Linked DNA regions of Mus musculus: regions 1, 2, 3 and 5 are each linked to region 4. A link is a contact called in public ChIA-PET data. All regions are on one chromosome and are shown on one strand. Each heading gives the region's core, a stretch centred on a gene start, on an enhancer-like site or on the middle of the called end of the contact. The rest is flanking DNA. Distances are from core to core; before and after follow the strand shown.

What was found. ChIA-PET counts read pairs in DNA pulled down with a chosen protein or histone mark.
Region 1: an RNA polymerase II ChIA-PET map of memory CD8 T cells shows a contact between it and region 4, with 22 read pairs. The contact joins the promoter of AI597479 here to the enhancer-like site in region 4. A contact is called at or near these places in 3 of 484 Hi-C or Micro-C datasets (the G1E-ER4 cell line, Th1 cells and muscle stem cells), 6 of 115 datasets of contacts at active chromatin or transcription factors (bone marrow-derived macrophages, effector CD8 T cells, memory CD8 T cells and 3 more) and 2 of 9 other capture datasets (adipose tissue and liver).
Region 2: a contact with region 4 is called in an RNA polymerase II ChIA-PET map of memory CD8 T cells, with 37 read pairs. The contact joins the promoter of Tpp2 here to the enhancer-like site in region 4. A contact is called at or near these places in 3 of 484 Hi-C or Micro-C datasets (CD4 T cells, Th1 cells and muscle stem cells) and 3 of 115 datasets of contacts at active chromatin or transcription factors (memory CD8 T cells, pancreatic cancer cells and regulatory T cells).
Region 3: a contact with region 4 is called in an RNA polymerase II ChIA-PET map of memory CD8 T cells, with 37 read pairs. The contact joins two enhancer-like sites. A contact is called at or near these places in 1 of 484 Hi-C or Micro-C datasets (CD8 T cells) and 2 of 115 datasets of contacts at active chromatin or transcription factors (memory CD8 T cells and pancreatic cancer cells).
Region 5: an RNA polymerase II ChIA-PET map of memory CD8 T cells shows a contact between it and region 4, with 14 read pairs. The contact joins two enhancer-like sites. A contact is called at or near these places in 2 of 115 datasets of contacts at active chromatin or transcription factors (memory CD8 T cells and pancreatic cancer cells).

What each region holds. Positions count from the first base shown.
Region 1 is chr1:43,094,823-43,100,591 of GRCm38.p6, forward strand. It overlaps AI597479 (expressed sequence AI597479), which reads left to right and starts at 3,888. Exons shown (of 4, transcript NM_133818.1): 1 at 3,888-4,040. The coding sequence starts at 3,942. It also overlaps a transcript of Tgfbrap1 not described here.
Region 2 is chr1:43,931,587-43,937,375 of GRCm38.p6, forward strand. It overlaps Tpp2 (tripeptidyl peptidase II), which reads left to right and starts at 2,408. Exons shown (of 29, transcript NM_001310540.1): 1 at 2,408-2,667. The coding sequence starts at 2,503.
Region 3 is chr1:43,886,252-43,891,350 of GRCm38.p6, forward strand. It overlaps the pseudogene Gm19587. Among named protein-coding and RNA genes, the nearest start is that of Tpp2, 45 kb to the right of the region's middle. Within about 2 kb of position 2,415, at least 31 of the 459 cell types and tissues checked have an H3K27ac peak or open chromatin away from gene starts, as enhancers often do. A contact at or near this core is called in CD8 T cells and memory CD8 T cells, where this site is marked.
Region 4 is chr1:43,463,888-43,469,832 of GRCm38.p6, forward strand. All of the region lies in intron 1 of Nck2 (non-catalytic region of tyrosine kinase adaptor protein 2), which reads left to right. Among named protein-coding and RNA genes, the nearest start is that of Nck2, 21 kb to the left of the region's middle. Within about 2 kb of position 3,989, at least 74 of the 459 cell types and tissues checked have an H3K27ac peak or open chromatin away from gene starts, as enhancers often do. A contact at or near this core is called in CD8 T cells, the G1E-ER4 cell line, Th1 cells and 7 more, where this site is marked.
Region 5 is chr1:43,765,378-43,770,637 of GRCm38.p6, forward strand. All of the region lies in intron 9 of Uxs1 (UDP-glucuronate decarboxylase 1), which reads right to left. Among named protein-coding and RNA genes, the nearest start is that of Ecrg4, 37 kb to the left of the region's middle. Within about 2 kb of position 3,479, at least 67 of the 459 cell types and tissues checked have an H3K27ac peak or open chromatin away from gene starts, as enhancers often do. A contact at or near this core is called in memory CD8 T cells and pancreatic cancer cells, where this site is marked.

The DNA of each region.
Region 1 (5,769 bases), core at 2,638-5,137, 370 kb before region 4:
TTAAGAGATTTTATTTGTATAATATTAGATCATTTAATACTACATATACACACATATTCATGTACTGATATCTTAGCTCTAGCACAATAACAATTTCAGTTATTATTCAAATCGCTGATTTCCTGAGCAGCTCCTTCATGCAAGTGCTGTGTCAGAGGCTAAGTCAGACTCTGTCTTAGAGAGTTTACTGATTTGAAAACCACTAAATTAGAGAGATAGATTTAAAAAATACCTAGTCAAATGACAAGGTTAAAAAGTAACATAGTGTGCTTTAGAGGTTTAGTGATAATGGAGCCCAGGTAGGAGGCGCCTAAGAATCATTCATACAAACCTAATAGTTCTTGCTGTGTGGCAGGGACTGTTCTGAGGGCTGACAAGCCAGAGAGAGAAAGAGGTGACCTGGGAGAAAAGACCCTTGATCTGAATGTAGGCATGTCCCCAAATCCCTGCAGAAACAGGTACCTCTGGATAACAGGATTAAGAGGCAAATCCTTTAGGATAAAGCCCATAGGCAGGATTATCAATGAAGTGAAGTCCTTTACCTCTTTGCTATGTGCCGTATAAGGCCACAGTGAGAAGTCTCCCTCTCTGTGGAGTTGTAGCTGGGCTCGCCCAGATTCCAAGACTGTGAGGACTGTCTCTGCGATCTGAAGCCGCCTAGTTAGTACTCATCAGTGTGTCTGCATACACGAAGGCACTGGGGTTACAATAAGTAAATGCATCCTCACCATGTGTTGAGGAGTGAGAAACTTCACCATTACAATTAATAGTGTTATAACTATTAATAGCTAAGAGCACCAATACAGAATGTGAATTGATGCTTCTTGCCTTAAGCTCAGATATATTGCTGACAAATAACACCAATTTGTAGGGGAAATGCTAGCTGTTCTTCCAGAGGACCCAGGTTCCATTTCTAGCATTTACATGGCCACTAACAACTTCCTCTAACTCCAGTTTCAAGAAATCCAGTGCGCAATTCTGGCCTCCGTGGACACCAGGTGCATACAAAGTGCACAGGCAACAATGCAGACCAAATATCCAAACACTAAATAAATACATACATACATACATACATAAATGATGGGTACATTTATAGCATACCTTAAGTATTACTTTACAAAGAGAATTAATACCCAAAGTCCTTAGTGAATATTTTTCTCCTGAGTTATTCATCCTACAAACATTTTTATTTATTATTTTTGTTTTGAGTCAAGGTTTCACTATGTAACCCAGACTTGCCTCAAACTCAGCTAGTATTAAAGGCATATACCATCATCCTGGCCCCCAAAACCCATTGAGTACAAACAAAATACAGCATGATGTGTACTGGTGAACCTGGTGAGGGAGTGAATTGAGATTCAGGGAACTTGACTCCTTCACCATCTTGTAAGATGACATGTGGCTCAGTGCTAGTCAGTTCCCCCATGTCTCTGTTCACTAGAGTTGCCAAATCAGAATATTAATGAATAAAATCTTCTTTCTGTTTGAAGCGCCTATTGTGTTATACTGACAATGCTCTCAATAAGATGCCAGTGGCATCAGGTCCTCATGGCCTGAGGTAGGCATTTTCCACTCTGGTAGCTAGTTTTCAGTCTTTGGGTTCCTGGCTCCCAGGTTGGGAGTTTTGGTGTTATTATATGGTGTGGGTGAACTCTCTCGAAGCAGCCCTTCTACCTAGACATATTTGAAGTATGAGTCTAAAATTTCCCCAGAGCTCCACTCAGTAGAGGCTCTGTCCAGGAAGAAGTAGGCAGGCATTGTCAGCAAAGTCCCCTTTCCCTTGGGAGTAGGATGGATATTCATATATCCACTTTAGTTTATATCCATCTTTACATCCATAGAACTCATTACAGTTCTTTCACTCTCAGTCTTGGTTTTTGTGTGTGTCCATGTGTGTGTGTCCGTGTGTGTGTGTGTCCAAAACTACAGTTTTTTTTTCCTCCTCAGAGTCACCTAATGCATTTATTTTAGGTCAGGGTATGCTTTGAGTACTACATGGATAGAGGGAGTAAAAACAGACAGATCTTACCTGTCACAATTTTCTGCAGATGAAGAGTCTAAAGTGTCAGCTTGAGTGCTGAGTCCAAAAAGCCACAAAGACAAGTAGTGGAGCAAGTACTTGGGACCACATTTCCAGACATGAAACTGGCTGCTTCAGACACCACCTTCTTGCTACTTCTCTCCCTTGATGTCAATCAACAGGGTACAAATGTCCAGGTGGAAGCAACTGGAGAAGCATTTGACATATTTTAGGTGCAATCTTTACAACAGGGTGAGACAAGAATAATTTTATCTCAGAGATTAAAAAGCTCTAAGGGAGAGGAATCGGGCCCTCAGTGGTCCTGGGAATCATCCATACCTGGGCTACTTAAAAACTGACCCCCTTGCCCCTTCTTAGAGTTCTATGATCAGTAACTTTCTAATATCCCTCAGTGCTTCACAAGTACACATACCTCATGTATAATCCTTATTTCAATTATTCTTCAGCAGTTTCCTGAAGAAACTGGCGTGAGACCAGCTCAGCTTACCCAGTGAAAACTGGGTTTGGTTGTAAGTTCAAGTTTCCTGCAAAACAGCTACTCTAGCAACTAGTATAACCTTATAGTGAAGGAAATGGAGCCAATGATGCCATCCATGCCAGACTCATTATTATACGACAATATAAAGGTTAATTTGAATATATACTAGCACAATAATGTTACAAAGCTAAGGCATTTAATCCCATTTGAGAACATTTGGCCCAGCTTTAAGACTTGTCCTTTCAGGGAAGGTCACTTAGATCAGCTTTCCAAACACAAAAATAAAAGGACTGGATTGAATATTTTTAAGCACTAACATTAAAATTTCCTCCCAGCTCTGTAATTGTTTCTTCCCTGAAAGCATCACATAAACTGGAAAATTTTACAAGATGTCTCTCATTACTAATTTAACATCTCATTTATTTTTCAGCACTCTTTCAAGCATATTTTTGGTAGACTCCTAGTAGTTCATATTTTCATAAACAATGCAACAGTTTCCAATAAAACGATACATTATAGAGCATACAAACTATGCTCTCATAACAGGTATGAAGTACAACCTTTTAATGTGCAAAAACTTGAGGACTCTGTCTCCTATGAATGATGAAAGAGATTTCTCACACAAATACTAGAATATAGTTGAAGCCTACAATATTTTGTTAAAGTAAAAACCACGACTTCATTGTAATTATTAGTAAGCGCAAAGGCAGTTTGCTTGGTTCCTGTCACTGCCAGTCTGTGATCTCCAATTATCCGTCCTATTGCTCATTTTCCTCATACCAGAAACAAGCATTCTAGTAGCACATCAGGCTGATCTGGGGAGTAGTGTAACAGTCGCTGGACTGGCGCTACTACTTTCTCTTATTATTTCCCACACGTAAGCTGGTCGGTTTAAAGATCTTTCCAGGGAACAATACTTGATGCTTACCATGTCCGAGGAGAGGGGATTACAGAGTGTTATTTGGGCTTACTTTATGTAGAAGGGAGATTAGGCAATAAACGATTGAGACATTGTAAAAAGCGAAAAGAAGCATGGCTTCAGACATGACAATGCCATCTGGGGTCACAGCTGTCTGCCCTCTTGTTCCATTCTGTCTCTCCACGCAGTCGGGAGAATCCCTGAGGCCTCTGCCATGGGACGTCACAGGGGGCGGGACCAATGGCGGCCAGCTCGCGTTGCTTAGCCTCCGGTGCTTTCGGCGCAGCCCGGGCAGGACTCTGCTCCGCTCTCAGTCCCAGTTCGTCCTCTTGGCTGAGGTGCGTCAGCCGAGTCGGCCAGCCATAAACTCTACTCTCTGGGAAAAGCATCGCGTCTCGGGCGCGCTGAGTGACACCAGAGTCCCGCCCCCTCACGTCACTTCCGCGACGCTTCCGCCGCAGTGCCTTGTGGGAGGCCGGCCAGGGGGTCTCCTGGCGACAACCATGGCGGGGGATGTGGGCGGTCGCAGCTGTACGGACGCGGAGCTGCTGCTGCACCCTGAGCTGCTATCCCAGGAGTTCCTCCTCCTCACCCTGGAGCAGGTGGGGCGCTCGGGCCGACCGAGGACGGACGGGCAGCCGGGGACAGGCAGGCCTGCGGGAGGCTCGTGGCCGCTCCCCGCCCACACTGATCGGATGGGGCTTGCCTCCCTTGATCCCCAAAGGAAGCCTCCAGAGAGTGACTGGAACCCCCGGGAAATCCTCTAGAGCTCGGAAAGGGTGTGACAGACGACCTCCGCTGCCTGTGTGCAAGCAACGGCCTGCGGAAGAGATAGACTAGAAGAACAGACCGGGAGGGAAGAAGTCTGGGGCAATCAGGGCTGGATCCAAAACATCTGAAAATTAGTCTGTTAGGTAGCTTCTCGCCTCTCTTAGAGACAGACACTCGGGTCTCAGAGAGATGGACCTACTTCTTAAGATCATTATCAGGACACAGTAACCGTTTGGAGAACTTAAAGCACCTAGCTTTCCAGGTGGTGCATGCACCCCCCCCCGCCCCCCGCCGCCCCTGCGGTGTGACCTAAGATAATAGCAGATCATAAAAGAAAAGTGTGATGTTTTATTTAAAATGGCAGAACTGCTGAAAGTTTCTTTAGAGTTTTATGTGGCACGTTTTGTATTCCATGTGGTTTTGCCCCCCCAGTACCGTATCTTTCTCTAATTTCTTGAAGTTCTCAGTCACTATTTTAATAATGACTTTTAACCTGTGATTCTCAATCTTTTACTCACACCAGGATAATCAAAGGCTTACTAAAACATGTTATTGAGCCCCATCATCTGCTTCTCATTAAGTTCGTTCCAAATGTGCCCTGATACTGTATTTTAACGAGTTCTTGCTGATGACCCAAGGACAGCACTTGTAAGCACTGCTGCCAGAAGGCAGCCCCTTCAGTGCCATCCAAGCAGATGACATCCTCTGGGAATGTTGTCCAAGTGTATTCAGATACTCCCATCCCAGAGTAAATGCAAGTTGAAAGCCAGCAATATACTGTATGAAAGAGGAATAAGATGATTCAACAACTTAAAAATGAAATCAAACTAAACAGCTGGCATTGTTTTTGTTTTTTTTCCATTTTTGCAAAGCATACGTTTCCCCAATTTTTCCTGTGTGTTTTTGCAATATTGTGCTCCAAGATGTTGAGACAGAACTGGGATATGAGAGAGAATAAGTTATTTAAGTTATTTAGGCATATAAATATATATATAAATATGCCTAAATGGTTGGACTGTGAATTGAATGGTGAAAATGCGGTGGGGCAGACTGCTAATGGTCTATTGTTACTGTCATCAGAATGGAGAGTTAAGTTTTCTTCTGCAGTAGTGCTGTGTGTGTGTGTGTGTGTGTGTGTGTGTGTGTGTGTGTGTGTGTGTGTTTTGGAGGTGGGGGGGGGGTCTCCATAATAAAGCCAGTACTTGGTGTACTTAAGGCACTGGGTTCAGACACCAGCACCAAGACAAAACAAATTCAGGCACCCACCACATTAAAGGAAACATGAGACATAAACACAGACTGAGACTGAGCTCCTACTCCACCAGTGTAATGGTCCGACTCAGTAGCTGCTTTTTTTTAATCTGTTTTTCTCAGGCAATGTCCCATTTTTATTTAGATTAAGAAGGTAGTGAGGTGGTGGAATATATGCCTAAATGGACTCTACTTCTGGACTTGGCCAGCAGTCCTCTCAGTGAGGGCACGTGGTCACTCTAAGATGAAGCTGAACTTGATAGAATTTAATGGGTCTTTAATACCCTATCTAATAATACAGTTTGGCTC
Region 2 (5,789 bases), core at 1,158-3,657, 470 kb after region 4:
GAGACTGAAGGAAAGGTCATCCAGAGACTGCCCCACCTATTGGTCCATCCCATCAGGAGACACCAAACCCAGACACTATTGCTGATGCAAAGAAGCATTTGCTGACAGGAGTCTGGTATGGCTGTCTCCTGAGAGGCTGTGCCAGAGCTTTAACAAGCAGATGAGGATGCTTGCAGCCAACCATCAGACTGAGCAAGGAACCCTAATGGAAGAGTTAGGGGGAGGACTGAAGGACCTGAAGGGGTTTGCAACCCCACTGGAAGAACAACAAAATCAACCAACAAGACACCCCCCCCTTCCCCCCCAGAGCTCCCAGGAACTAAAGCACCAACCAGAGTACACATGAAAGGACCCATGGCTCCAGCTGCATATGTAGCAGAGCATATATGCCTTATCTAGCATACATGGAGGGAAGACCCTTGGTCCTGTGGTGGTTCCATGCCCCAGTGTAGGGGAATGCTAGATCAGTAAGGTGTGAGTGGGTTGGTGGATGGGTGGGGGAACTCGCTCATATAAGCAGGGGGCCAGGGGGATGAGATAGGGGGTTTGCTCCAAAGGGTAGCAGCTGATGGCTCTGATTTTATAAGAGACATACACGTGGGAATCTTATACTTATAACTAGAATAGCCTGGTTTTTTTTTTTAAGATTTATTTATTTTATGTATAGGAGTACACTGTAGCTGTCTTCAGACACACCAAAAGAGGGTATCAGATCCCATTACAGATGGTTGTGAGCCACCATGTGGATGCTGGGAATTGAACTCAGGACCTTCAGAAGAGCAGTCAGTGCTTTTATCCGCTGAGGCATCTCTCCAGCCCTAGAATAGCCTGTTATAAATGGAAATATGTCTAATTCTCATCAAACTTCTAGGGAAAAGCTGCCTTTTCTTTCCTCCCTTCCCTCCCATCCCATTTTTTGTTCATTTTAATCTTAAGATTTACTCATTGTTTTCATCAACTTTGTAATTGTAAGTTAACTTAATCCAAAAGAAAAAATTAACATTCTGATCCCAAGAAATTCTTTCAAGTTACAATTTAATATATTTTAATATATTTGCTCATAGAGCAAAGTATGAGGAGTCAATGGAAATGCTGTGGTTTGAAACAAATGGCATACACGGGATTCTAGGAACCTGCCTCTTAAACTGGAGACCATAGAAATGCACAGGGCCCATGATTGAATAGGAAAAAATTATTTTCATCCTCCACATGTTCTTAATTATGAACACAGGCAACCTTTGTTATTAAAGTGTGTAGTTTAGATATATTCAAATGCCATTTACAATTGTTTTCCAATTTAAAAATAACATTAGTTATTAGACTTGACGATGGCTCTGTTATTTAATTTTAAAAAGAGCACACATGTAATTACTTACATATATGAAACTATTGCAATACAACAAAAATTAAGTTGTTATAATTCTTTCAACCGTCTACTTCCTGTATAATCCTATATATTTCATCTTATGCATTTAAAGACATCTCTGTGGTAAGGTGTCTTGAGTTTGTCAATGGGATAATTAAGATTACTCTGGGCGCCTTCTTGCTGCTGGGACTTTTGGAGTAGACACAGCAGTCGCTGCCACTAAAGAGAAGAATTACCACACTTATGGCTGTGGTTCGGTGCTCAGTATTTCAGAGGCCTCCAGGCAGGCTACACACTGAAAAAACGTGCAGAATCTCTCACTGGTACAGAGTAGATTTGTCACAAATAGGAAAATATTAATTCACCCCCACAATATTCTTAATTATGAATGTTGGCAACCTTTGTTACTGGATAATCTGTGTAGTTTAAATTTCAAATGCCATTTACGATTGCTGTCACTGTGCATCCTAATGGGAAAAAAACCCCGCAAACTATGGCTCGGTAACTGTGTTACAAAGAGGAACTTCACTGGAGAAAAGGCAGGTATTTTTCTGAAATTCCGGATGCCAAGGGTAAGTAAGCCACGAAGACAGGAGGGAGCTCATTTCTGTCACGTGTTTTGCTTTGGGGACTCTGGCGACAAAACAGCCGACAACCCACTTCCTGTTGACTAAACAGCACCTCACCCTGCCAGAAAGGCCGGGCCGCTAAATCTGAGACTTCCGCGCTCGACTTTACAGGCTTCCGGTCCGCAGCGGGTTAAGCCAACCTCGGCGGCGTCGCGAGGATCCCACGCCTCAGGCAGACAGCCCGTTCCTCTCGCTGCTTCTCACGGAGAGTGACAGCTCGGAAGGCAAGAACCTCCCTCCAGTGCGTTGTCATCCGCAGCAGCGCACACTCCGTTCCAGCTCTGCAGCCTGGGTAACATTCCCTCGTCGTGACTCGTAGCGGCGCCGTTAGCTTACGTTGAAGCGTATGATTGGCTAGACACCTCTGACCGCACACGATTGGGTACTGGTGGCCAGGCTCCGCCCCTTCCCCACCTCCGTCCCGCGGTAGCCGGGTGTCCTCGCGCCGCTCGTCCGCGCGCTGCCTGGCAGTTTGCCTCTTCCTCGTCTGTCCTCCAGCTTGCGTCCATGGCCACCGCCGCGACCGAGGAGCCCTTTCCTTTCCACGGTCTTCTACCAAAGAAGGAGACCGGGGCCTCCTCCTTCCTGTGCCGCTACCCGGAGTATGACGGGCGCGGGGTGCTCATCGCCGTCCTGGACACAGGGGTCGATCCCGGGGCCCCGGGCATGCAGGTGAGGCGGCGCCCAAGGGCCCGTAGCCCAGAGGGCCGAGCCTGGAACAAGGCGGGGACCGGACGGGCCGGGGCGGCCCGGACAGCTCTGGGAGACCTCCAGGCCCTGTTCCCTGTCCACACAAAAGCGGTGTGGTCAGCGTGGCTGTTCGGGATCGGGGGCCGCGGGGAAGCTTTGCTGGTCAGCCTGGGCGTTCCAGGCCCCACACCTCTTCAGGGTCCGCACCCGACCTCGGCATGGGAAAATTTTACAGTTTTATAGGTCTGGGAGGGCGCGGGAGCGTGGGGGGCACCAACGATAGGGGTAACAGCCTTGAAGAGATCCTTAGTGATGTTTAAGAGATACTCGTTTTGGCAAGGCCAGCAAAGTGAGTTCCCAGAATTCGACCCAGTCCGCTTCCGGAATGGTTTCTTCTGATACTTTTGTTCTATTTTTAAGTTATTTGCTGGTGTTTGTTCAGGGTCCTTGAAATCTTTTGGGTTAGTCTTTTTTTTTTTTTTTTTTTCAAAGGGCCCGACTAATTTGTTTCGGGCGAACTTTTCAGGCCTTATAAAATGTGCATTTTAAACGAGAGAACATACTTTGATTACGACTTCCTAAAAATGACTTCATTTCCTTTATTCAAGTTAGAAGTCTTTAAGAGCAGGGACCTTACTGATGTTAAAAAAAAATGCCTGAATAAAATGTATTCTGTGTTTAAATAGCCTCTTACTAAAACCCCCTCATAAGTACTCTCTAACCTTTGTTGAAGAGCTTATCTGACTAAAACTAGAGTTTATTTACCCTCTTTTCGGTCCGTGGTCAGTTTATCAAATAGATAGATTAGATCACATTGATACCATCTTATCCTTGTTCCTCACAAAAGAGGGATACTAATTCCTCTCCTCCTAGCCCTTGATTTGTTTCCTCCAATCTTTAGTTTTCTCATTGTGCTGCCTAATAATTGACATAAATGGATGGGAAGGTAATTGACGTACATGTTAGAGGTTATTGGAAAGGATAGGAAAGAAGCCTGTGTGGACACTCTGGGACTCTCAGGGAATCCTGCTTCCAAGTGTTTGTTACTTCTTCCCCTTTCTGGTGCACACCTGAGCCCTGAAGCACACAGTGTCAGAGTCTCTGATTAGAAGTTCAAGTGACTACAGTTATTTTATTAATAGTAATTGCTAAGGTTTAAAACTTGGTAACAGCAATGACACGTTGTGAATTTATTACACAGTGGAAGTGCTTCCCAATACACAGGAGTGTGTGTTTACTTTTTGTAGGGTGTGGGAGAACAACTAGGGTAAGTGGCTCACTAGTTCTTAGCGTTAGAGGTTCAGAAAATCCTGAAGATTTTGGCGTAGTACTACTCAGTGGACATTTGTAGAATTTTTGGTTCTGGTTAGAGTATTTTGTTTCTGTAAAGTAACAGTTTTTACCCCATAGGATTACTTGATAATTGAGCAGCCAACACACATGATTTTACAGTGCTAAAGTGTTAAGTACTTTTTTTTTTTTTTAAAGTCCTGAATAAACACTAAATGCTAGCAGAAGGAGTTCATGTTGGGTCATTGTCTGAAGGGAAAATATGCTTGATATTTACACAAACATTAACATTTAGTCAATAAAACATTGAACCAAAAGAAAACATAAGATCATCCAGCATTTATTCTCAGATTCTAAACATGATCTTTTGTTTAAATTCAGCAAGGAACTTACATGGGTGACTTTGATTTTTTTTTTTTTTTCTTACCTGAGGAAATTATTTTGTAGCTCTGTGTGTACATCATTAAGGTAAAAAGCAAATAGAAATAAAAAGAGAAGGAGGCCTTTCTGGCTATTTGAGTTGTCAAATGGGATCTAAGTAAAGGACTAGAGGTTACAAATGAGAACTTGGAGAAACCAGCCAGTGTCTCCTCCTTTAACTTCCTTAGACCAAGTCCTTTTTTGTCACAGCTTCTGGGTGTATGCAAAGTAGAGGGCAGAGTCAGGTGTGATAGCACACTCCTGTATACAGACTGCATGAGGAGATTAATAATTACCTAAATGTTTAATATTCTCTCAGCAACCATTCAAGTACCTAGTATGTGGCTACAATTCCATTGAATAATGAAGTCCTGCAAACTATGACTGTTATAGAGATGCAGTGAAAATGACAGGAAAACTGACTGAGATCGTGAGTGAGTTTCCTGACAAGATGAAATTTGGTTTAAGCCATATAGATACAGAAGCAGTGCTCACTGCTACTAATCTCACCACTGATCCATGGTTTGCTTTTCCAAACCTACTATTTATCAAGAGCAAACCAAGTATCAACATCTTTGCTCAAAGTTTGCTTTTTTAATAAAACTCTAAAATTTCAAATTTTATTATAAGGCCCTTCCCCTACTAACGCTAACCTTTGAGTGTAGCCTCAGCAACACCCTTCACTCCTATACTTCACTCTTGAATATTTGATTTCTCTCTTTCCCAGGTACCCAGATGTCTCAGGTCCTAATACGTGTGTTTGCATGTGGTGTTTAAATTGCCCAACAGTTTTCTATAGTCACTTGCAAGCTGCTGCTTCATTCTTTTAAGACATCACAGATTTAATTCAGCCCTTTGCCTGCTCTACTGTTAAGGTCTGTGGCTTCAGAGAAAATATTTCCACTATTACCGATTGTATTTCCTACTTATCCCAAAGCTCGACTGCAAAATTTTCATGTGGTTTTTGCCTTTACATTCTTTTCTATCCCTCAATTTTGTGGTCTCTTTGAAAAATCTCCAGTGGAGCATATGTATTTTGCTTGCCGTGTGTGTGTGTGTGTGTGTGTGTGTGTGTGTGAAGTGCAGGTCACTTCTTATAAGTAAAACTTATGGAAATAGTACATGGTAAATAAACCATTAAATCCCGTCTGGCTTTTTTTTCTCTTACTGTTTTTGCTCACATACTGATAATGAGGATTTATTTTACTAGTTTAATATGATTTTGATACTTACTTTTTTTCCTGATTTGTGGTATTGAGCCTTCTGGTTATCATCAGTCTTCTAGTATAAATACTTAAAAAAAACTAAAGAATTGTTGTTCAGAAAAAGAATAGCTGAACCTGTCAGGCCCTTTGAAGCTTCATACTATCATGCTCTCGTTTTTTTGTTTTTTT
Region 3 (5,099 bases), core at 1,165-3,664, 420 kb after region 4:
AAGATAAATGAGGAGACTTCTTATACAATATAGATAAGTAATTATAAAGATCTCTATAGGATTTACAGTTGAGTGAAAGGGGCTAATATGCTTTCATATTCAGAGCTCCTCCTGGGTGGAGCTGGGTGGGATCAAGCTGCCTCCAGGACCCTGAGATCTTGGTGTGACCAAGCTACTGGGATCCTTAGATCCTGTGGACCTGCATGTGTTAGAGCTCCTGAGAGTGGAGCTTTTTCTTAGTATTGTGGTACTGGCTGCAGAGTTAGAGCCCAACGTCTGCTCAGGACACCTCTGATCCTATGATACTCAGCATGTTAGAATGCCTGGGAATGGAGTTTCCTCTGGGTGTTGTGGGACTGGCTGCGAAATTCAAACTCAAGGTCTGTACAGGGCACCTGCCCAGACCAGAAGGAACCCGTGTCACTGGTCGGGCAGAGTTCCTGGGTTCCTAGGTCTTGCTGGTACCAGTTCCTTCTGGTGATGGGGCAGGCAGATGTGTCCTCCTCCCCTCTGATCCTGTAAAGTACTTTTCCTCCACCTATAATGCATTGTACAGTTTCACATTGTGCATGTGAAAATACAGTAAAGAAAAATAATTTAAAATAAGATCATAAGGCATTTTGAAGATGATGTCTTGTACTTGCTGGTTTTGTATTTCAACTTAAAATCAGCTGCAGTTATTACAGAGAAAGGAACTTCAGCTGAGGAAATGCCTCTAGCAGACCCAGATGTAAGGCGTTTTCTCAGTTAGGGTTCAAGAGGGGAGGTCCCAACAATTACAACACAGAACTTACTTAATGCATTTGGAAGATTCTATTGTAAGCAACATTCTTGTTTTCTTCTTTAAAACACACCTTTACTGCATAAGATGTTTAAAGCTAAGAGTACACGGGAACACTAAAACAAACACTTCTTGTTATTAGCACAGAGAGGAACACTCAGACATTCACGTTGTACTGTGTTTTGTGTAGCATCTATGTTAAAGTACTTTTCTTCCAGCTATATCAAATTGTACAATTTTCTGTGAAATGTGCACGTGAAAATACATTAAAGTAATGACATACAGTGTTGCAGACTAAAGAAAATCCAATAAGAATAAGAACTGTTTAATGCCTTTTGAACATGACGTCTACTGTGAGAAGATTTTCTGTTTTCTTCTTAACAACATTAATTTACCACCTAAGATGTACTCAGGAACACTTAAAAAAAACACTCTTCTCGTTATTAGCACACAGAGGAACATGCATTCATTCACGTTGTACTGTGTTTTCTCTAGCGTCTATGTTAAAGAACTTTTTTTTTCCAGCGGTAGATCATTTTACAGTTTTCTGTGAAATGTGTATGCAAAAATATATGAAAGTAATGACATAAAGTACCCCATATAAAGTAAATTAATTATAAATAAGAATGTTATGCAATTTGAATATGACATCTATTGTGAGTAAAATTCTTGTTTTCTTCTTAACAACACACCTTTACCTCCTATGATGTTTAAGCTAAGTATATATGGGAGTTCTAAACTAAACACCCTTCTGATTTCTAGCACAGCGCAGAATACACAGGCATTCACATTGTACTGTGTTTTGTGTAGCATCTATGTTAAAGTACTTTTTTAAAGCTATAACGCATTGGACAATTTTCTGTGAAATGGGCATGTAAAAAAACAATAAAGTAATGACATACAGTGTTGCAGACTAAAATGCAAGTAAGAACTTACTTAATGGAGAGCGAAACCAATGCCTGGCTGGGAGCAGCCGCCACGGAGGTCTTTGGCCAATATCGATTCCACCTGTCCACAAACATGGGGAATATCTTTGCAAACCTCTTCAAGGGCCTTTTTGGCAAAAAAGAAATGCACATTCTTATGGTGGGCCTGGATGCTGCAGGGAAGACAACAATTCTATACAAACTGAAGCTGCGCGAAATTGTGACCACCATTCCCACTATTGGTTTCAATACAAGAATACAAGAATATCAGCTTCACTGTGTGGGATGTGGGCGGCCAGGACAAGATCCCGCCGCTGTGGCGCCACTACTTCCAGAACACCCAAGGCTTGATCTTCGTAGTGGACAGCAATGACAGAGAGCGTGTGAACGAGGCCTGTGAAGAGCTCATGAGGATGCTAGCTGAAGATGAGCTCCGAGATGCTGTTCTCTTGGTGTTTGCCAGCAAGCAGAACCTCCCCAATGCCGTGAAAGCGGCCAAAATCACAGCGGTCACAAGCTGGGGCTGCACTCTCTACGCCACAGGAACTGGTACATTCAGGCCACCTGTGCCACCAGCGGGGACAGGCTCTATGAAGGACTAGATTGGCTGTCTAATCAGCTCCGGAACCAGAAGTGAACCAGACCCCCTCCATCCCCCTCACTTCCTCTTCTCTGCCCTCAGCTTTCCTCTCATGTGGCAAACGTGCAACTCTGTGGTCCTAAGTGCCAGAAGCTGTCTCCATGGGTTGGTCACATTGTGCATCGCACCGTGCTGTACATGTGCAGACGCAGCCTGCAGCCAGGTTTTTATTTAATGTAAATAGTTTCTGTTTCCACTGAGGCAGTTTCTGGTACTCCTATGCAATATTACTTAGCTTTTTTATTGTAAAAAGAGAATCAACTCACTGTCAGTACTGAGAAGGGATTTGGGTGTAGGGGCACCTGGCCTCCGGGAGCCATTGGGCTGTAAACTGGTGTCGGTATCCATTTGGTGGTTGGTTTTTAACCCAAACTCAGTGCATTTTTTTAAAAAAATAGTTAAAAATTCAGGACAAGAACACTTGAACACACAGAACGGAGACTATGCCTAGTGTAGGTTTTGCAGTTAATGGCCTGAATGCTAGTTATCAGATCACCTGTCTCGCTGTGGGAACAGGAGAGAAGGTGACAAACAAACCATCATCCGCCGCATGGTCACAGTAGAGCCCCCGTGACTCGCATGTCTTTGGGTCACCTGCATTCCATAGCATTGTGCTTGTACTTGTGCTCACACGATTACGTAGGGTAGGCTGGGAGCCATTGTGGGGTGCAGGGCCTGGCTTGTACTTGGTGTGTGCAAGGCCCAGTGGCAGCCTGCATACCCAGCCTACTCTTGGGCCCACTTGGACGCGCTGGCAGGAGGCCTGGGTCTCACCAGCAGGAGTGCGTGCAAGGTGGGAGGGTCGGCCCATTACAGACCCACATCCTGGAGCACCCCCATCTCCATGTGTGAAGTAGCTTCCTCCCTCAGCCTGCAAGGGTCCGATTTGCCATCGAAAGACGACCTCTACTTTTTTCTTTTGCATTTTGATAAACACTGAAGAAGCTGGAGCTGTTAAATTTATCTTGGGGAAATCTCAGAACTGGTTTATTTGGTGTCGTGGAACCTCTTACCGCTTTCAATACACAATTAGTAATCAACTGTTTTGTATACTTGTTTTCAGTTTTCATTTCTACAAGCACTGTAATTATAGCTGTTAGAATAAAGTCTCTTAACTATTAAAAAAAAAGAACTTACTTAATGTGTGTTGAACATGACATGTCTTGTGAGAAACCTTGTTTTCTTTTTTAAAAACACACCTTTATTGCCTAAGATATTCAAAGCTAACTGTACACGGGAACTCTGGATATCTCTAGTGCTAGCTGCACTCACTGTCTCTGCCTGGGGCCTGTCCCTCCGGTTATCTTGTTTGTGTCAGGACTCCTCAGGGTCCAGTTGTCTCTGTGATCCTGTGATCCTGAGATCCTGGGTATAAGAGCTCCTGGGAGTCAAGCTGCCTCTGGGATGCTGACGTCATGGTGTGACAAAGCTCCTGAGATCCTGTGATCCTGTGACCCTATGATCTTATGATCCTGGGTTGTGTGAGAGCACCTGGAAGTCCAGCTTCCTCTGTGTGCTATGTTCCTGGCATGTTAGAGCTCCTGGGGGTCCAGGTTCCTCTGGGTGCTGTCTTGTTGTCTTCTTAGAAATACATGTTTACTACCTAAGATATTTGAAAGTAACTGTACCTGGGAATATTTAAAGAAACACTCCCTGATTTTTAGCACTGACAGGAACATACAGGCATGCATATTGTGTTGTGATTTATGTAGCATTTATGTTAAATTACTTTTTTTTTCAACTATAATGAATTGTATGGTTTTCTGCAAAGTGCATAAATGAAAATACAGGAAAATAGTGACAAATTATATTACCATACTGAAGTAAATCCGTTAGAAAGCAGAACTTAGCCAGTTCCCACCTGTGCTTGCCAGGAGCAGAGACCCATCCCCACACATCCCACACCCCAGAAGCAGCTCGACTTCTCAGGTATGCAGACACATTCAGCTTCATAGCTGAGACTTTATACCCTGCCCCGAGACCTGGCTTATCAAGATCCCTGTGACCTGGGGAAGCAGATTCCCTGCCCAGTCAGAGTCACAGGCACCTTCTGCTTCCCAGCTCTGCTTGCTGGTAGCAGAGACCTGATCCCACAGAGCACAAACACCAGTGGCAGCTGGACTCCCCCAGGATCACAGAATGGACAGGCCCCAGTAAGAGACGAGGAACCCAGATAACAACAGAGATAACCAGATGGTGAGAGGCAAGCATAAGAACATAAACAAAAGACATCAATTTGGCTTGGCAACATCAGAACTCAGTTATCCCACTACAGCAAGTCCTGGGTACCCACACACACCCTTAAAACAAGATTGAGATCTAAACTCTCATTTCATGAAGATGATAGAAGGCTTTAAGAAGGACATAAATAGCTGCCTTAAAGAAACACAGAAGAACACAGGTAAACAGCTAAAAGCCCTTAAGGAGGAAACACATAAATCCCTTAAAGAAATACAGGAGAATGCAATAGACAGGTGAAGGAATTGAACAAAACCATTTAGGATCTAAAAGTGGAAATAGAATCATTAAAGAAAACTCAAAGGGGAAATGGAAAACCTAGGAAAGAGTACAGGAGTCACAGATACAAGCATCACCAGCAGAATACAAGAGGTACGACACCCTTTAAATAAATATATATATATATATATATATATATATATATATATATATATATATATATATAAATCACATATATAAAAAATACCTTGGTGTAACTCTAACTAAGCAAGTGAAAGATCTGTATGGCAACAAC
Region 4 (5,945 bases), core at 2,739-5,238:
GTTTAAGAGGTTATTTTATAATGTTTTGGCAGTTGGATTGGGCCTTTACAGCCTTGTGATGACGTCTAGGAACAGAAAAAATGTCAGTATCTTTAGAAGATCTCACGCCTTAAGGTTTTTTGGCTCTCTGGTGTTCTGAGGCAAAGCAGCCCTTGGAGCTTTTGACCTGTGTTTAAAGAAAAATGCTGTGAAAATTCAGTGATAAGACTTGGCACACACATTGCTTGCATTGGGCTTCTGTGGGTGCAGCACTGTAAATACCAGGGGTGAGAAACTCCCTTTAGCGATGCCTCAGAGGTGCGCTCTCAAAGCACCACGGCCACGGCAGCAGGCGCTGATATTTATTGAGTACTTAACAGGGCTGAGCATTTCATACCTGTTGTCTAATTTGATTCTCTCTACAACCTTACAAGGCTGCCCTTGTCCTTGTTTAACAGATGAAGTGGCTGGTTTGAAGAAGCTAAGCAATTTATCCAATTGCTAGTCTTGGCAGCTTTACTTTGGAGCATTTTCCTGTGGGTGTGCTCTATTTGCACGCCTCTGCCATGGTGCTTGGCTTGGCATTGGCCACAGTCACGATTCCTAGGTGTGTTGCATGTTCATTCTCCAGATTAATGGGCGGTGTGTGGTAGACATCCATAATTATTTTAGCCATGCAGTTTGAGTGGACGAGCTCCCTTAGCTGTGGCTGCCCTCCCAGGGCTGCTGCTTCAGGGTTCAAGCCCAAAGCACTGTGAAGCTGCCTCAGAATCTGATAGCCAATCCTGTCTGTCTGGGAAGGAAACCAGTTCTGGTTGTCTAAAGAGAAGCTGGCGGCTTTGCCAGGCAAAAAGATCTGTAGGTGCAAACAGAGCTCCAAGTATTTTATTGAGACCCAGATCCATCCCCTTTCTTTTCCTCCTTTCCTCCTTTCTTACTTGCTTACTTAGAGATTTATTTATGAGGGCCCCAGGTATGCTAGGCAAGAGCTCTACCACTGAACCACACCCCTAGCCCGAGACCTTGATTTCTGAGACACAGTTTTTTGGCACTTTTTATTTATTTTCTTTCTGTGGTATGGATGCCTTTGAATAGTAAGGATGACACAGTAACTTTATTCTTCTTTATTGAGTGTATCTCTTTATTGTTCTAATTTTATAAATTCATGTCTTGCTAAAATGAGCAGAACAGACTCCTTAAGACAGTTGTGAAGAAGACTCCTCCCCATCTTGCAGACTTCCTGTTCTCAGCTTCATGTTTGCAGCCTCTGTTTTTGTGGCCACTGTGTATAACTGTACAATCTTCTCAACACATACATCTCTCCCTTTGAAGGGACTTCCTGACAACAGATGAAACACTCTTAGCCTTGGCATGTCCTTTTAAGAGTGACTGTTGCTCTTGGTAGGTTGTTCATTGGAGCCATATTTGGGGCACAGGGTAAATGGTAGAGTTGGATTATTATGCTTTTAGTCAGTGGCCAGATGAAAGAGAGGCCTGGGTATTCCTTTGTTTAGTAACCCATTTGCTACACACAAACATCATCTAATGGTGGGGGTGTGCTTGAGAAATCTGTCATGTGATTCATGTCACAAACCTAAATGGTACAGGAATACCAGACAGCCATGTTACACACCTGGAAGGTCTGGATGTATGTATGTATGTGTGTGTTCATTCTCTTGTTTGTAGTCATGATGACAGCTGTACAAGATTAAATTAAGCACAAGAGAACATGAGGCAATCAGGAGACACAGTAAGCTCCAAGTATTTAAGACAGCAGAGGGGTTATAGTTTGTGTGTGTGTGTATGTGTGTGTGTGCTATGAGCAGTCATTTATCATCAAGTGTAATGTCCTGCATACAATTGCACATGCATTTACATATGTGGCACAGTCGGTTCCATGAGCATCAGTGCCAGGGTGGCTGTGACATTACCAGTCTGTAGGATGTTTGTGTTCCAGTGTCCCCTAAGAACCACTGTAACTTACGTGATTTGTCAGTGACTGAAATTTCATTATGTGGCACATTATTGTATTTTCCGTCAGCTTGTCATGCCTGAAACAGGCAGATAGCCTACCAGAGGTACTATTTAGATTGTACGTTTTAGAAGAAGACATGTTTTGACTGGGTGTCTTTGTAGGCATGTGTATTGGATGTGGCAGGCCCAGACTCCAGACTCACAGAGCTTAGTAGTAGGCTGTGTATTTTCAGCTGCTACACGTGTACTGTTTATTACGCAGTGTCAGGTGACTAATACAGGATACCAGAGTGGCCTATTTTTATTACTTCTTGGTCAGCATTTGCTACCAAGCATGACTCTTCAAAATTACTATTCTCGTTCTCCGTGAGGTTTTTATGGTGTTTCCCCTAATTTTTTCAAGAGTGCAGAAAATTACTTTACGGGGTACCTTTTTTTTTTTTTTTTTTAGCAAAAGGGTGAAGAGGAGATGTTGGAGGTGAGGGCCAGTTTGAACCAGTGGGTGTGAAATGCCGCAGCACTCGCAGCTTGAGGGGCACAGAAGGTGTGCAGGCCTTCCAGCTGGGAACTGTGTGTGCTGAGGGCGTGGTCCTGGAGGCACTGGAAGGAGTAGGAGAACTTGGTCTGTTTTAACCTGCCATAGATACCTTGCTCTCTGAGGGCTCTTTTCCCTTCCCAGAGCCCATCTACACTGTGGCCTGTGCTAGGAACCCAGGGATGGGCTTCTGCAGACTGTGCTTGCATCCACACACCCTGCCTCTGCTCCCTCATAGGTTTCAGGCCCTGCATTCTGTTGCCTTCTGTAATGAGGTCTGTTAGATTTATTACTAGTTTTAATGTCTACAAGTTAGTATAATGATAGACTAGTGCCTTTGTTTTCAGGGGTTTTTTGTTTCTGTTTTTGGATGCATACTGTTGGTCAGACTCAGGAGTGGAGGGAAGTGTTGGTCTCAGAAGCCTGCTGTCCTTTAACTCCTTCCATGTGGGTTGCACATAGGTGCACATAGGTCGCTGTGTGAGGTGGATGGTGCTCAGCAGCACACGGAACCAGGGGCTGCTGCTTCTGGTGCTGACTGAGCATAATTCCATCCACAAACCTTGTGTCTGTGTTTAGAGGGCCTGCGGGGGTTTTATTCCCTCTGTGCGCTTTGCCATTGCAGGGATTCTGTGTGGGTGAAGTCCACTCTCACCTACCAATGCTGAACGGTCGTGCTCACCTTCCTCTCTCTAGAAAGAGGAAGCCTGGAGTGTTTGATTGTGGAGTCCTGTCTGTTCCTTTCATTAGATCCCTTTTACTTTAGTGGTGTCATATTTATTGTTGTTGAGCCACTGTAGGCAACCCCATTTAAAAAGTAGAGAAATGTATTAATGTAACTTCCCATTCAGTTGTTACTGTAGGGCAACTGCCAGCATAGTCTGCTCGTGATGGACAATAAAAGCTTAGAAGTTGACATTGAGTTAACTCGGTAGGACTTTATTTTTTTCATTTAGCCTTGTTTCCACAATAGCTTAACTGCTGTTTTGTGGAAGGTATTTTTGTAGATGTTCTAGCTTGGTGCGCTGATAAGACACATTTAGGAATATCTCTTTCTGAATGTGTAGAACAGTGCTTGGCAAATAGCCCCTGGACTGAATCTGTCCCGCTACCTTTTGTGTGATCAGCCGTATTAGAACACACCCTGGCCAGGCATGGTGGTACATAACCCTAATACTTGGAAGATGGAGGCAGGAGGATCAGGGATTCAAGGCCAGCCTGGCTATGAGTCCCTGTCGCAAAGAAAGAAATACACAAAATCAAAAAAGAGAAAAAGAAGACAGCTGGGATTGGTCAGTTGCATGCTGCTTGTGGCCGCTTTCGTGGTAGCATAGTCGTGGTAGCATAGTCGTGGTAGTGTAGTGGGATTGAGTAATTGTGAGCTTGTGACCCACAAGGCCAACACACTGTGTTTTTTTCGCTCTTTCTGGAAGAAGCCTGTTCACCCTGTACGCCGGAAGTACAGATCTGAAGTGTGACAATGCTGCTTTGGAGCCTTGCCTGCCCCTTTCTTGGCACCATAGCTCTGCACTGTTTTCTGGGGCAAGAGGAGGAGGCAGCCTTCAGCAGAGGGTTTCTGAAACAGAGTGGTTCCTGGCTTATACCCGATGTCTTAATCTGTAGACTTGCTTGTTTCTTCATGGAAAATTTGAGGTAAATTTCAAAGTATTATCCTGTAGAAACAGAGGGCAACCTGTGTGCGAGCACTACAGATATAGCACCCGTGACCCCCGCAACCACAACTGAAAAGTAAAAGGAAGCAGACAGATTTTAGTGGTATGTGGATGAACCCAGTAGAACCCATGTCATGCCAACATATAGTCAGCGTGTCAATTTACTACATTCCAACCCCCCCCCCCTTTTTTTTTGAAGACTGCAGCGTTCCCCCTGTTATGTGTCTTACTCTGTAGCACGTCACAGCTGGAATAGCCATATCCTGAGGAAGCAAGCCCCCATAGTAGGCAGCCCCATCCTCTGATACCAGCTGGCTGGCCTATATAATAGTCACCCCCAATGCAGACTGCAGGACTGGTACATTCCTCCTAAGTTATGAGCACTTGGCTCAACAAGACTGCCCCTCCCCGGCCCCCTTTCAGATGCTAGCTGCAAAAGAACCGCCGCTATTTCTGACTGATCAGTTAATCAGTTAATAAGTTCCCATGCCTTCCTCTTCCTGTTCATGAATGCCATGCGACAGCTGCCAGGACTCAGGAAAGGCCCCGGGTCTACCTGCAACACCACATTTTGCAGAAGTCAGTTACTGCTAGTTTGTTAGGGGACATGCAATTCAGGAATGGCAGGGGACAAGGATGCACAGGCTGTGTGTGGCTGGGGCAGTGAGTGGCTCCAGAGTTTTTACAACCTTTCCAGTTTCCTTCAGAAAATCACCCCAAGGGGCTCATTAACCAGGGAGTCCCCAATCCAGTGTTTAAGAGTTAAGACCCAGTTACTGTTCATCTCTCCTCTGAGCAAGCAGTGGAGGCAAGATCGAAAGACCCCCATATTATGTCCCATCATACGCACAAGTTCAGTCGTGGCCTTTTGTGGCCCAGGATCAACTATCACTCTGGAAATTCTGAGGTTTTCTGGGAGCTCTGTCTGGAAGCCTAGAACACTGCCCAGAGATACTTTTTTGTATTATTTCCATGACAGGGCAGCACTAACTCAAGGCCCACCCATCCCCACCCCTTCCCCAGCTGGCAAGACCTATTTAAAACACTTCTCTGTGAGCAGCTGAGGCTTGCTTATTTTCCATTCTCCCTTGCCCTTGTCTGAGTAATTGTGAATCTCACTGCACTGGTAACTCCCCCACATCTTGGTTCTCAGGAAGCAAATGCAGGAAAATATAGTAACATTACTAGGGATCTTTAAGCGTAGCATTGTGACTGTGCTCACAATAACTTGCTGAAGAATAACCGAGCTGTGGAAGATAAGTTTCCCTGTGGGCTTTCCGAGAAATAGGTTATGTAGCTAAAACTCTCTCCATCCTGCCCACTGTCCTTGTGGACGGTGCGCAGAGCAGACTGACATGGGAGCTTGTCTCATAACCGTAGCGCTCTGGATCTGCTCGGCCTCATCTAGCCAGGTTTGGTGGATAGGGTGTGTGCGTCTAGGTGCTGCTGGTAATTAACGTAGCAGAGGGTTTTGAGTTCTTAGTGATGTCTTTAGCCTCTCTTTGCCTCCTGTGGTGCTTCTGCACGGCGTTGTTTTACCCCACATGTTGGGAATAGAAGCTGGGGCCTTGAGTATACTTGGAGGAGAACGCTCGATCACTAAGCTACACTCACTTGGCGTTTTAATGTTTATTTTTTAGGTTTTTTTAATATGAAGCTGCATTCAGGACTAGGAGCCAGAGCTCTGTCTCAGATCTTGCCCTCTTCAGTCAGCCTGTATCACGTAGATTGTTTCTTGATCCTTCTTCTCTAGGAGAGAAGGTCTGTAGATGGATAGTTACAAT
Region 5 (5,260 bases), core at 2,229-4,728, 300 kb after region 4:
ACAGATATGTGCTTGTTATGCACTTCAAGTTAACAGCCATGATGCATGCCAAAGGTCTGGTTAAGGTGAAAATGGCATTAAACAGCACAGACTTGTCTGTGGTTCCAGGAATCCACCATAGATCTCAGAACCCATCCCCTGGGGATGGCAGGGGATAATGCATTAAAGAGGAGAACAGAGGGAAGAGCAGAGATGCAGCTCTCAGTAGAAGATAACTCAAAAGCTTCCATTTGCATTTAATTGATGAGACAAAGACCCAGAAGAGGATGAACATGGCTTTATTCTCTGAAGAGACTGGAAACCTTCAGAAATTCTACAATACTCAAACAGGCATGCCCAGCAGAGGAAAGCTCAAATCAGATGCTTGTACCCTCTTGTTCTCCCCCTTCTCAGGAACAACATTCCAAAGCATGGCCTTATTATCAACTGACGTCTGTAAACATTTACTGCCTAACGTATAAACAGGCAAGCTTGCTGATTTCTCTATTTGTACCCGAAACCATTAAGCAAGCTAACTGGAATGAACTAAAAACTAAGAGGCCACATGAACTCCTGAAGTAGCTGTAGCTACTGCTCCTACCTCTGCCCACAGCACTCTCATGGCTTCCCAATGGACACTCTCGAGCCCAGATATCACACCAAGATTAGCTACATGGAAAGACATAAACCTGAATCTTTCAGCTGAGATATGTTCTCTTCTTAAACACTGGCATCTTCTGGAATTAGTATGCCCAGCTCTTTCTTCAGTGTCAGCAACCCTTTGCCCTGACACAAAGGCAACGCTGGTTTATCGTGTACAGCTCATGGCATGCATCCTCAACCCTCACAGTGGGATAGAAAAGGTGTAGACGAGAGGCACCAACAAGCTACTTATGGTGGCAGCTGGGCGAGTTTCCATACCAAGCTTGGAAAAAAGGGACAGGATGAAAATTAGGAAAGTGCCCACTAGGGCAGTATCGTATTGAAAGCAGAGCCAATCTCTGAAGGACCTAAGCGCATCCATATGTTGTAGAACATGTGACATCAATCTGCATGGCCAAGCCCTGCAGAGTTTCCATCATGCTGTGGTGCAGGGACTCAGCATGCAAAAGGCCAACCTTCACAGAACTAGTGACTCATTCTTAGCCACAGCTTCATGTCACTGTGTGCTCTGTCCTTCACAGGAACCTTGAGTCACTCACCCAAGACTCTGAGCACTGAGAACAAGAACATCTCAGCATCTCTGAGTCAGGTCAGCATAAAACCAATGAAAAGTTCAGAGGAGAAAGATTGGTATGAACCCCCATGCAGAGAGTACAAGCTCATGGGCATAGTGGGAACACTCCAGGTTCACCCAGCAGTCTCCAGTTATACTTAATTTTCTCTTCTCTTCTTTTTTTTAAAAAAGATTTATTTATTTTATGTATGTGAGTACACTGTAGCTGTACAGATGGTTGTGAACCTTCAAGTAGTTGTTGGGAATTGAATTTTTACAATAATACACTGTAGCTGACTTCAGATGCACCAGAAGAGGGCATCAGATCTCATTACAGATGGCTGTGAGCCACCATGTGGTTGCTGGCATTTGAACTAAGGACCTTTGGAAGAGCAGTCAGTGCTCTTAACCACTGAGCCATCTCGCCAGCCCTATACTTAATTTTCTAAGACTTATGACTCGGTGGAATTTTTGTAGACTTTTGTTTCATATTGCTTTGTCTAGGCATTTGGGGGGGTGCTTACTAGTCTTTTGCTTGTGCATTATGGTTTTCAATTTTGTGTTGATGTTTTTTTCTCTGTGTGTGTGTGTGTGTATGTATGTATGTATGTATGTATGTATGTATGTAGTGTGCATGTATTTGTGTGTGTACATGTGTGTATGAGTGTGTATATATGTATGTGTGGATATGTGTGTGTACGTGTGTGGATATGTGTGTGTACATGTGTGGATATGTGTTTCTTGTGCTTTCACTTTGTTATTTTTCGTTTTTAAAAACCTGGCTGTTTTGTTTTGTTATGTTTTCTAATGAGAAAAAGAAGGCATCGAGCTGAATAAATAGGGAAGAGCTGGGAAGATTTGGAGGAGGAGAAACTATGATCAGAATATATTGTTTAAAAAATTATTTTCAATCTAAACAACAGTGATCATGTACAATGTTTCTCAGTATCTGTTCCCCACCAGAACGACAGGACGATATGGTGGAATCCCACAGCACTCTGGGGAAGATTAATCACAGGCTTGAGGGAGAACAATGGTTGGGACTAGTGTACCACCCACAAGGGTAAGGTGCCATCGGATATCCCATTGCTTCTTTTATAATGGTCAAGTCCTGAGGTAGAGAGTAAAATGGGCTCTCCATTAAGACTGCTCTTAAACATAAGCTATGCCTTGAACAGTGTCCTATTAAGTCATAGATGCTGTGCTTTGATCACTGCTCAATGACAGGAAGTCCTCAAAGGACAGAGGAACGGGTCTACGCAGAAAAGTGTCACTCTCCATTACACAAAGATCGCCTGTCCTGCAGGAGAAGCCTGAGTTATACTGACCTGAAAACTATATACAGTGCTCCCATAAATGGTAGCCCTACTCTGCCATATGTCCAAGTCTTCTTGTACCCTGAAAATGTGTGAATCAATGGGGAAAGGAGGTTGAGTCATCTCATTCTCTGATGCTTCTCACACACCGAGGTCTTGCACTGAGGAGTGCAATTCACTAGGCTGAGGGATGCTCACGTTCATTCTGGAGGGTGGCAGAAAAGCCACATAAGGCTGGGTGAGGCAGCTGTGCTGCAGCTCCCTGACAATCCTCTTCAGCACATCTGCTTTAGTGAAGTGGATCCACTAGCCATGGTTTCAGTTACCCACAGTCAGCCAGAAGTGAGTGTAGCATTGGGAGATAGGAGGCAGCCTGTGCCTATGAGTTTTACCACAGCATATTGCTACAATTGGTCTGTTTGTAACTGCAAATAATCTTTTACTATGCCTAACTTATAAATTAAATTTTAACATAGTTATACATGTTCAGAAAAAGCATAACATATATAGATTCCTGCACTTTTCAGTCAGACATCCCCTGGGGTGTAGAAGTGTATCTCCCTCAAAAATAACAGGGACTACTGCATTAATAAGTAAACTTCTTACGGTTGCTATGTGTCTGGATATGCTGACAGCACTGCAAAGCTAGTAGGGAGGGAATACCACACTGCAGATGCCTATGTGGGGTAGCAGGATGTGGGCAGCAGACACCCTGGGAACAAGGCCAGGGCCAGCAAACACATCAAGCCCTCTAGTGTCATATACATAGCAACTCTTCTTTTTTAAAGTATGCTAATGCCAAAAAGTAAATATGCCCTCAAGGCTACTGCCCCAGGTAACTTCTAAGTTCTCTTTCTGCTCTGTTGGTCTGCGGTTTTATGAATGGTAGCCTGTTATGCAGACTCAGTTCAGAAAGTGGGTGGGCCATGACTTCAGAGGTATACTCACAGAAGGCTAGGAGTACAAACGTGCCCTAAGCCCTGACTAACAGCCCCAGGGCAAACCCCCACATTACAAAGACTCCGTGCCCACAGGCACACAGAAGCACCAACCTACTTCCTCTCTGACAGATCCAAACTATTCATGAAGGGTGCTCTGTTTTGCCCTTCGATCCCCATTAAAAGATGTGCAATGAAATAAAACTTTATGTTGAATATATCTGGGTATTTCACTAATTATGAGAATCTTGAAAGAGAATTGTTAAAAGGCAACATTTTATTTAATAAAAAGGCAATGCAGACTTCTATTTATCTTGTTTACATTTTCATTCCTTACATTAGATTTATTTATTTACACTCCATGTACAGCCCTGAAAAAAGATAATCATTAACAAAAAGGATGCATTCTTGTATGTAAAAATCTGTAGTGACTAAAATAACCAAATCAATACTCTGCTAATATAAACATGACTCAGGATTTTCTAAAAGCATAAATCCTAACAACTAAAATACTTTTCTCTAAAACTACCTGAAAAGGCTTTATATTTAGAACTCAAAATTGATGCTACCATGTAGCAACTTGGTACTAAGCTCTGGCTAAGGAACAACTGATACCTAGAGTAAACAATGCATGGGCTGCTGCTCTGGGCATTGTCAAAAACTGTGCTTACTGCTAGACTTGATGCCCTCGGCTTCAGAGCTATGCCACCTCACTGGATACTTCCTTATTGCAGTGATTTGATTATGGCTTGGTTCAGGGAGTGGCACAATAGGAGGTGTGGCCTTGTTGGAAGAACTGTGTCACTGTGGGGGTGAGCAATGAGACCCTCCTCCTAAACACATGGGAGCCAGTCTTCTCCTAGTAGCCTTCAGATGAAGATGTAGAACTCTCAGCTTCTCCTGCACCATGCTTGCCTGGACACTGCCATGCTCCTGCCTGGGTGATAATGGACTGAACCTCTGAACCTGTAAGCCAGCTCTAGTTAAATGTTGTCCTAGTAAGAGTGCCTCAGTTATGGTGTCTCTTCACAGCAGCAAAACCCTAACTACGACACTTATCCACAGCAGCCTGTCAAGACAGCAGGGCAGAGCATGTTGTATATAGGTATCTCAAGCTCCACTTAGGAGCCAGGAACCTGGGAGCAAGTTTGGAGCCCACTCTCCTTACCTCAAGCATGCTAGGTGGAAGGAGGGAAGACTAAGGAAACCCAGCCTCAGCAAAGCTGAGGCATGCTGCTGTCACTCTAGCCCCAGCTCCCGAGCCTTTGGGTACTTACCCTAAGCATGCAAGGTAACCCCATGTACTATGTCACCTCTAGCCAGCAGCATATCCTGACAGGCAGGACACCATGGTGCCCAGCAGGGCAGGGGGCTTGGTAATCAGGCTATGGGTTCCCTTCTCTACAGGGGTTACCTTACACGCTCAGAGTAAGTGCCCAATGGATTAGGAGGTAGAGCTAGAGTGACAGCAACATACCCCTGTGTGGGGGCCCACTATTTACAACCCGGAGAATAGGGACAGAAAGCTGGAAGCTCACACCATGACTTATGCTACATCTGTAAGAATTCATGTCTACCTCTGGCAGAGAAACAGAGCAGAGAGGTCTAGAGCCTGATACCCACATAAGTTATTTTGCATTAAAAAGCTAAGGAAGCTAAGTGCTCCAGGCCCATCATAAAAAGGGAACTGTAGCTTCATGTCGTACTATCATCCACATAAAAGAATGACTGATGGTCAGAAACAAATAGTCAGGGGCCAAGAGAACTCCCATATTGCCCACAGGCTAGATGTGGGCCTGGCAACATTGCTC